Linked DNA regions of Bombyx mori: region 1 is linked to region 2. Evidence: chromatin contacts called from public Hi-C data. All regions are on one chromosome and are shown on one strand. Each heading gives the region's core, a stretch centred on a gene start, on an enhancer-like site or on the middle of the called end of the contact. The rest is flanking DNA. Distances are from core to core; before and after follow the strand shown. Region 1 holds the start of LOC692985 (vacuolar ATP synthase subunit G). Region 2 overlaps LOC101741011 (E3 ubiquitin-protein ligase MYLIP).

Evidence for each region. Hi-C and Micro-C count contacts between places; a contact is called where the count stands out from the background.
Region 1: a Hi-C map of midgut shows a contact between it and region 2, with 2.2 times the contacts expected there. The contact joins the promoter of LOC692985 here to the enhancer-like site in region 2. A contact is called at or near these places in 5 of 7 Hi-C or Micro-C datasets (midgut, posterior silk gland, an unstated tissue and 1 more).

Annotation. Positions count from the first base shown.
Region 1 is chr20:556,762-559,461 of ASM3026992v2, reverse strand. LOC692985 (vacuolar ATP synthase subunit G) reads right to left here and starts at 1,374. Exons shown (of 4, transcript NM_001046822.1): 1 at 1,204-1,374; 2 at 186-286. The coding sequence starts at 1,285. LOC101741011 (E3 ubiquitin-protein ligase MYLIP) reads left to right here and starts at 2,646. Exons shown (of 6, transcript XM_004926892.4): 1 at 2,646-2,700.
Region 2 is chr20:521,639-524,338 of ASM3026992v2, reverse strand. LOC101741011 (E3 ubiquitin-protein ligase MYLIP) reads left to right here. Exons shown (of 6, transcript XM_004926892.4): 4 at 320-499; 5 at 586-731; 6 at 1,180-2,149. The coding sequence ends at 1,279. LOC134200718 (a long non-coding RNA gene) reads right to left here. Exons shown (of 3, transcript XR_009975758.1): 2 at 573-2,700. Among protein-coding and RNA genes, the nearest start is that of LOC134200718, 3.5 kb to the right of the region's middle. Within about 2 kb of position 1,413, at least 8 of the 8 cell types and tissues checked have open chromatin away from gene starts, as enhancers often do.

The DNA.
Region 1 (2,700 bases), core at 125-2,624, 35 kb before region 2:
ATAGACCTAGAAATATATATTTTTTGCGCATCGAATATGGTTATTGCCTATCATTTATGTACAAAGCAGTTATTGTCGCTTAGTCACGTTTGCCTTTCAAGCGTCGATATTATTTAACCTAATTTGCTGGGGATTGACAATTTTACAGTAGAGTTACAGTGGACTTTTTGTGAATGTTTACATACCTTGGCTTCAAATTCTTTGAACTGCCTTTCACGCTCCTGTCTGTACTTTTCAACTTCATCTTGAGCCTCCTCCTTGGCCTGCTTTAGGCGTTTCGCTTTTCCTGTTATAAAAACATTTCATTTTTATACCTTTTCTTACAACATTAACATAATCATTTTTTGGTAAAAACTATAGACTTCTTTTTGTTTATTTTTTTATTCTATTTGTCTGGTGAATTTATGTCATATCAAAAAGTGTATCATTTAAGTAAAGAAGGTGCCCTTAAATTAAATAACCAATTAAAGGTTATTTTGTAATAGTATATGATGCCTAAGATGTGATTCTGTATTAAAACAATTGGACGAGAGGCTAACAATATTAATAGAAATTTGAAAATTTCATAATTTCTGTATTTAGTCATAACTAAATGGTATCTGATGTAATTTTGCAGAGATAACTCAAACCCCAGAAATGCTCAAAATAAGTTATAGATTGAGTATTTTTAGAGATTACTCCTAATTCATCAACATTCAAGATTTAATGAAACTAAACGAAATTATGTTAGTTTGTAGTTCCTTTTTTATGTCTTATATGAGTGACGGCCAACCTAATTTACGCTTATCTGCTTCGCGGGAATAATAATCAGGATGGTGGAATTTCAAGTAAGCTAAGTCCAATTAATCGGGTGAGACAACTTTTCATCATCATATCATCATTTGCCCCACTGTCGTTGTATTGGTGTTAGGAATATCATTTTAGTATTTTACAACAATTAAGATTGGTTACTCGTCAAGTTTCATTTTCATAATCAATGAAGAATAGGATTGTGAGCTCTGTAATATCGATGATTTGAATTAAATCATGTGACGACCATGGATTCTGCTCAAAATATGAATTTTGATTATTTTAAACACATAGGAAGTAAAAAGTTAATAGAATATTACATGTTACTACAGATCATAGGACAAGGATATATGTTTTTTTCCCAAGAAACAGCAAAGGGCGTAATGTGATTAAAACTACGAAACGAAAACTTACGCTTCCTTGCCTCGCTGACTTTCTCCGCAGCGCGTTTTTCAGCAGCTAGAAGCTGTTGGATTCCTTGGGTCTGACTCGCCATATCGAAAACACACAAAAACTATGTAGACCAAGACCGAGTACGAGAACCGAGACACGAATCAATAAAGCGATATGAAGAGTCGTGACGAAAGTCATATGATTTAATTAGTTATGTATGTTGTCGCAAGTGGCGCTACAGTCAGCTCGTGGTCTGAATGTTTTGCGTATAACGGAGTGTGATGTTGATTCCACAATTAAAATTTCCATTTTATATTTGTTTGTTTTTTCGTAAACTCTTTTCTAAGATATTCATAATATAGTGATTATTTCCTCTTCTTTTTTATATCATGCAAAGTAAGTGTGAATGATTTTTTTTTTCTTACTATCAACACAAGAATCAATGATAACGGAACGTACCTATAACTGGACTGTACGATCAAAGCTTCTTCCAAATTCTCACAGATGTCACTAAAAGCAAGAAAGCAAATAAAATGACAAAAGTGCATAGATTATACACTTAATATATTTGAGAACAAAAGTGTATCTACCTACCTATGTATTTAAATATTTTAATTTATATTTTCTTAATCTATGAATTGGCCTACAAGGCATGATGATAAAAATATCAATAATTTTGCTTTTTACCGCTCTGTAAATTATCAGCCATTTTTTCAAAATTTTGTCTTAAAAATCTCCTTTTTCATGTCGAGTTTATTTATTTTCTCATATTGATGTTTACATACTTAAACTTTGTGAAAGGAAAAGTATAATGGAGAGGAATGAATTAATCTTGATTTATCTGAGCTATTTATCAATGGGATGAAATAGATTGAATTAAAATTAAATTATGATGAAATGTAATCATGCCCCTAGTAAGATTGTGGGAATATACTGAGGCTTTAGTAAACGTTTTGAAAGAACTCGCCTGGCCACGTCCTGCAACTTAGTTTCTTTTTCTCACATTTTGTGAAGAAGGAAAAACAATTCTATAAGTTCCACAAACTGGGCAAAACTGTATAAATTTTACTGCAACATTGTCGTATTTTTTGAATTTTTTAAACGAGCAGACGCAGGCGACTTAACGAAATTCGTGGATAACGGGACTAACGGAAGCCATAGACATCGTTGCAGTATGTATGCTACCTTGAGATATGAGTTCGATGTTTAAATTGTATTTTATAACGGCTATATACTTCTTATTTAAAATAGACCAAATAGTGGACATACCCATATGGACTTTTAAACAATGTCCTACCAATGATTAAACAGTTCAATATATTTGTCACTCTCTATTGGATTTTCCGTGCATCTGTCTCTTTCTTATTCACAGCCCCAAGAGAAATAGCAAATGCAATTTTGTTTCTACCAATTTCAAATCAACTATACATGATCAAAACAAATGTTTGCCGTCTCAGCATACATTGCGTGTGCTATATGACGCTTTTAAAATTGTTTCAAACGAATCCAACAATGGTT
Region 2 (2,700 bases), core at 164-2,663:
GTGACATGCTAGTACGATTTTGATTGGCGCGCGCACGCATCACGCAATCAGGAGCCAATCAGGCGCATAACGCATTTCGTGTGACATGCTAGTACGATTTTGGTCCCCATAATTTTCATACCCCGGGCCTATATATGTAAATCGATTCTAAAGGAGTAAACTCCAAAAAAAAAAATTCTGCACTTCATCTCTATATTATTATTATTCTCTATAAGTGTGGCAAATGTCATACTCTTCTGTCCACGCAAGTTTTGGCTTCACGTCTTAATGTAAAGATTTACAAAGTTGCTTAAAAAATAAATGTTAATATTTTGAACAGGGCACAATAGCATCGATATTCAAGGACTCCACGACGCTGGGCCGCCGCTACGTGTTCGACATCCGGCGCACGTGCCGCGAGGTGCACGACCGCGCGCGCCGCGCCGCACACCGCACCGCCCCGCGCGCCGCACCGCCCGCCGCGCCCCCCGCCGCGCCGCCCGCACGGGTGGGACACGAGGTATGCACGCAGTCACCTACAAACCGCCCAGATCTGCTTTCCCCTCAAATTTCTTCTAGAAATAAAAATTTACCTTGTTGTCACAGAAAACCCGTTCAAGATCGAGCAGCAGCAGCAGCAGTAGCGGCGGCGGCGGTGAGGCGCTGGCGTGTCGCGTGTGCATGGACGAGCCCATCGACTCGCTGTTCCTGCCGTGTCGACACGTGGTCTGCTGCGGACAGTGCGCTCCTAGGTAACTAACTAACTTAAGAACCATGTCTAAGCAATCAAAAATTACTAATAATATTAAGATAAACTATTGACTGCTGCTTCTACAATAGCTTATGAAGTCCATTAATATAACATAAGTTCAGCTGATATGTTAAAACTTGATGATAGCGACATCTATACGTTGATTTAGTAAATATTTAAAACATTATTAAAATCAAAGGAATATTTTAATACAAGACTCTCTCCATTACATACAATAACTCATTAGTTCAGAATGAACTTATCCGAGGAAAAGATAAAGGTAAAAATATCTCATATTTAGAGATACGAGAATTGTTTCAGTTCACATCACAGATTACTATATTGATATATTAAGTTTTACACATTCAAAATTTGATGAATATGACGTGTTGAAATAAAGAAGTTTTTTGAATCGTATTTATAATTGTGATTTTGTTATTTGTTTACAGATGCAACCGCTGTCCGTTGTGCAGAGGCGAAATCGAGAAACTGATGCACATCTTCCTCCCGATGGAGTACCAAAAGAACCCCGGTCTGATCGTCAAATGAAAACTACAACCCACAATCGATCGCCGATCCTGACGAATTTGCTATTCAAAGATTGGGAGCCCGCGACGAAGCGGTCCAGAAGGCCCTTAGACATTCAATTGTGAAAACAATCGACATTTGCTTGTCAGTGTCAGTGTGACAGCCCGGTGTGACGGTGACAGGAGGGCTAACAAGTGTGTGTGCGGTCTAGTCAGAATAATGAAAAGTGCATTTTTATATGAAATAAGTATTCGTCCATAGCCGATTGATTAACAAGAGTCAGCCGGGGTATCGCAGTCCACGCGCTCTAAGCCAGCCAGTCGGCAGTCAAACAAAATGGTCGCATTCCATGTGTTGAAATTGATTTCTAATATCGACAACGGATATCTTTATGTACTGTATGTATGACTTAGTTTTGTTTGTGTCAATGATGTTGTACGTATGTACCTAAAGTTAAATCAGAAATAGTTTCAAAGTTCAAATTATTCTTTAAGCATTTTTTAACTCTTATGCAGATTTTTTATATTATTGATTATCCACTGGTATTGTACTTATTACTCATTACTTGCGTTTTTCACAAGAATTTTCGTTATAAGTTTTTAAAATAAGAAAAAAAAAAGTTTAATGCCTTCGTTTTAGAAGGCGAATTGTATTTCAAATAAATTGTGATTTAAAAAAAAAAGGAAATGAAAAATAAACAAAAAATATCTTTATTAATTGCATTTTTCTCGTACAGCTTTGTTATTATTGACCACTAATCGTGATCTAATTTCTTGAATTATTGTTTAATATTAAGTTGATATATTTTCTAATTTAAGTTATAACAATAGTTTATTTTGTAAGACCTATGGTCTGTAAGTGATTTAACAAAATAAAAAAATTATAGAATTATTCACTTGTTTTCATTATTATTTGATCTTAATATTAAATTATTAATTAACAAAATTAAGAAGACTCCCAATATTATTGTGTATACTTCTAGAAATGGTACACTAATATATAAAGTATACAAGAATATATATGATCTGTATCTTAAATTGTCAATTTAAGGGTTCCTATTCCAAAGGGCATACAGAGGGCGGACAGACAGTGTGCAGCTGGTCAAGAGATGGCCGTAACTTAAATTGTTTCTAATATGTATCAAAAAATACTATTTACATATTCAAAACATAGTGTTTAAAAAAATATGGAAATACATTTGGAGGAAACGACAAAGGGTGGGTCTTCCACTGAGCAAACGTTGCTGGGTAGACTGGTGACCTGAATGTTGTTTGCGTATAACTTTTATTAATTCAGGCTTTTATAAAAAATATTACAATAATGATGTTCTAAGATAGTTACTGCTACACCAAAAAACAGTTTTTTTTTATTTTTTTTTATTGTTTAGATGAGTGGACGAGCTCACAGCCCACCTGGTGTTAAGTGGTTACTGGAGCCCATAG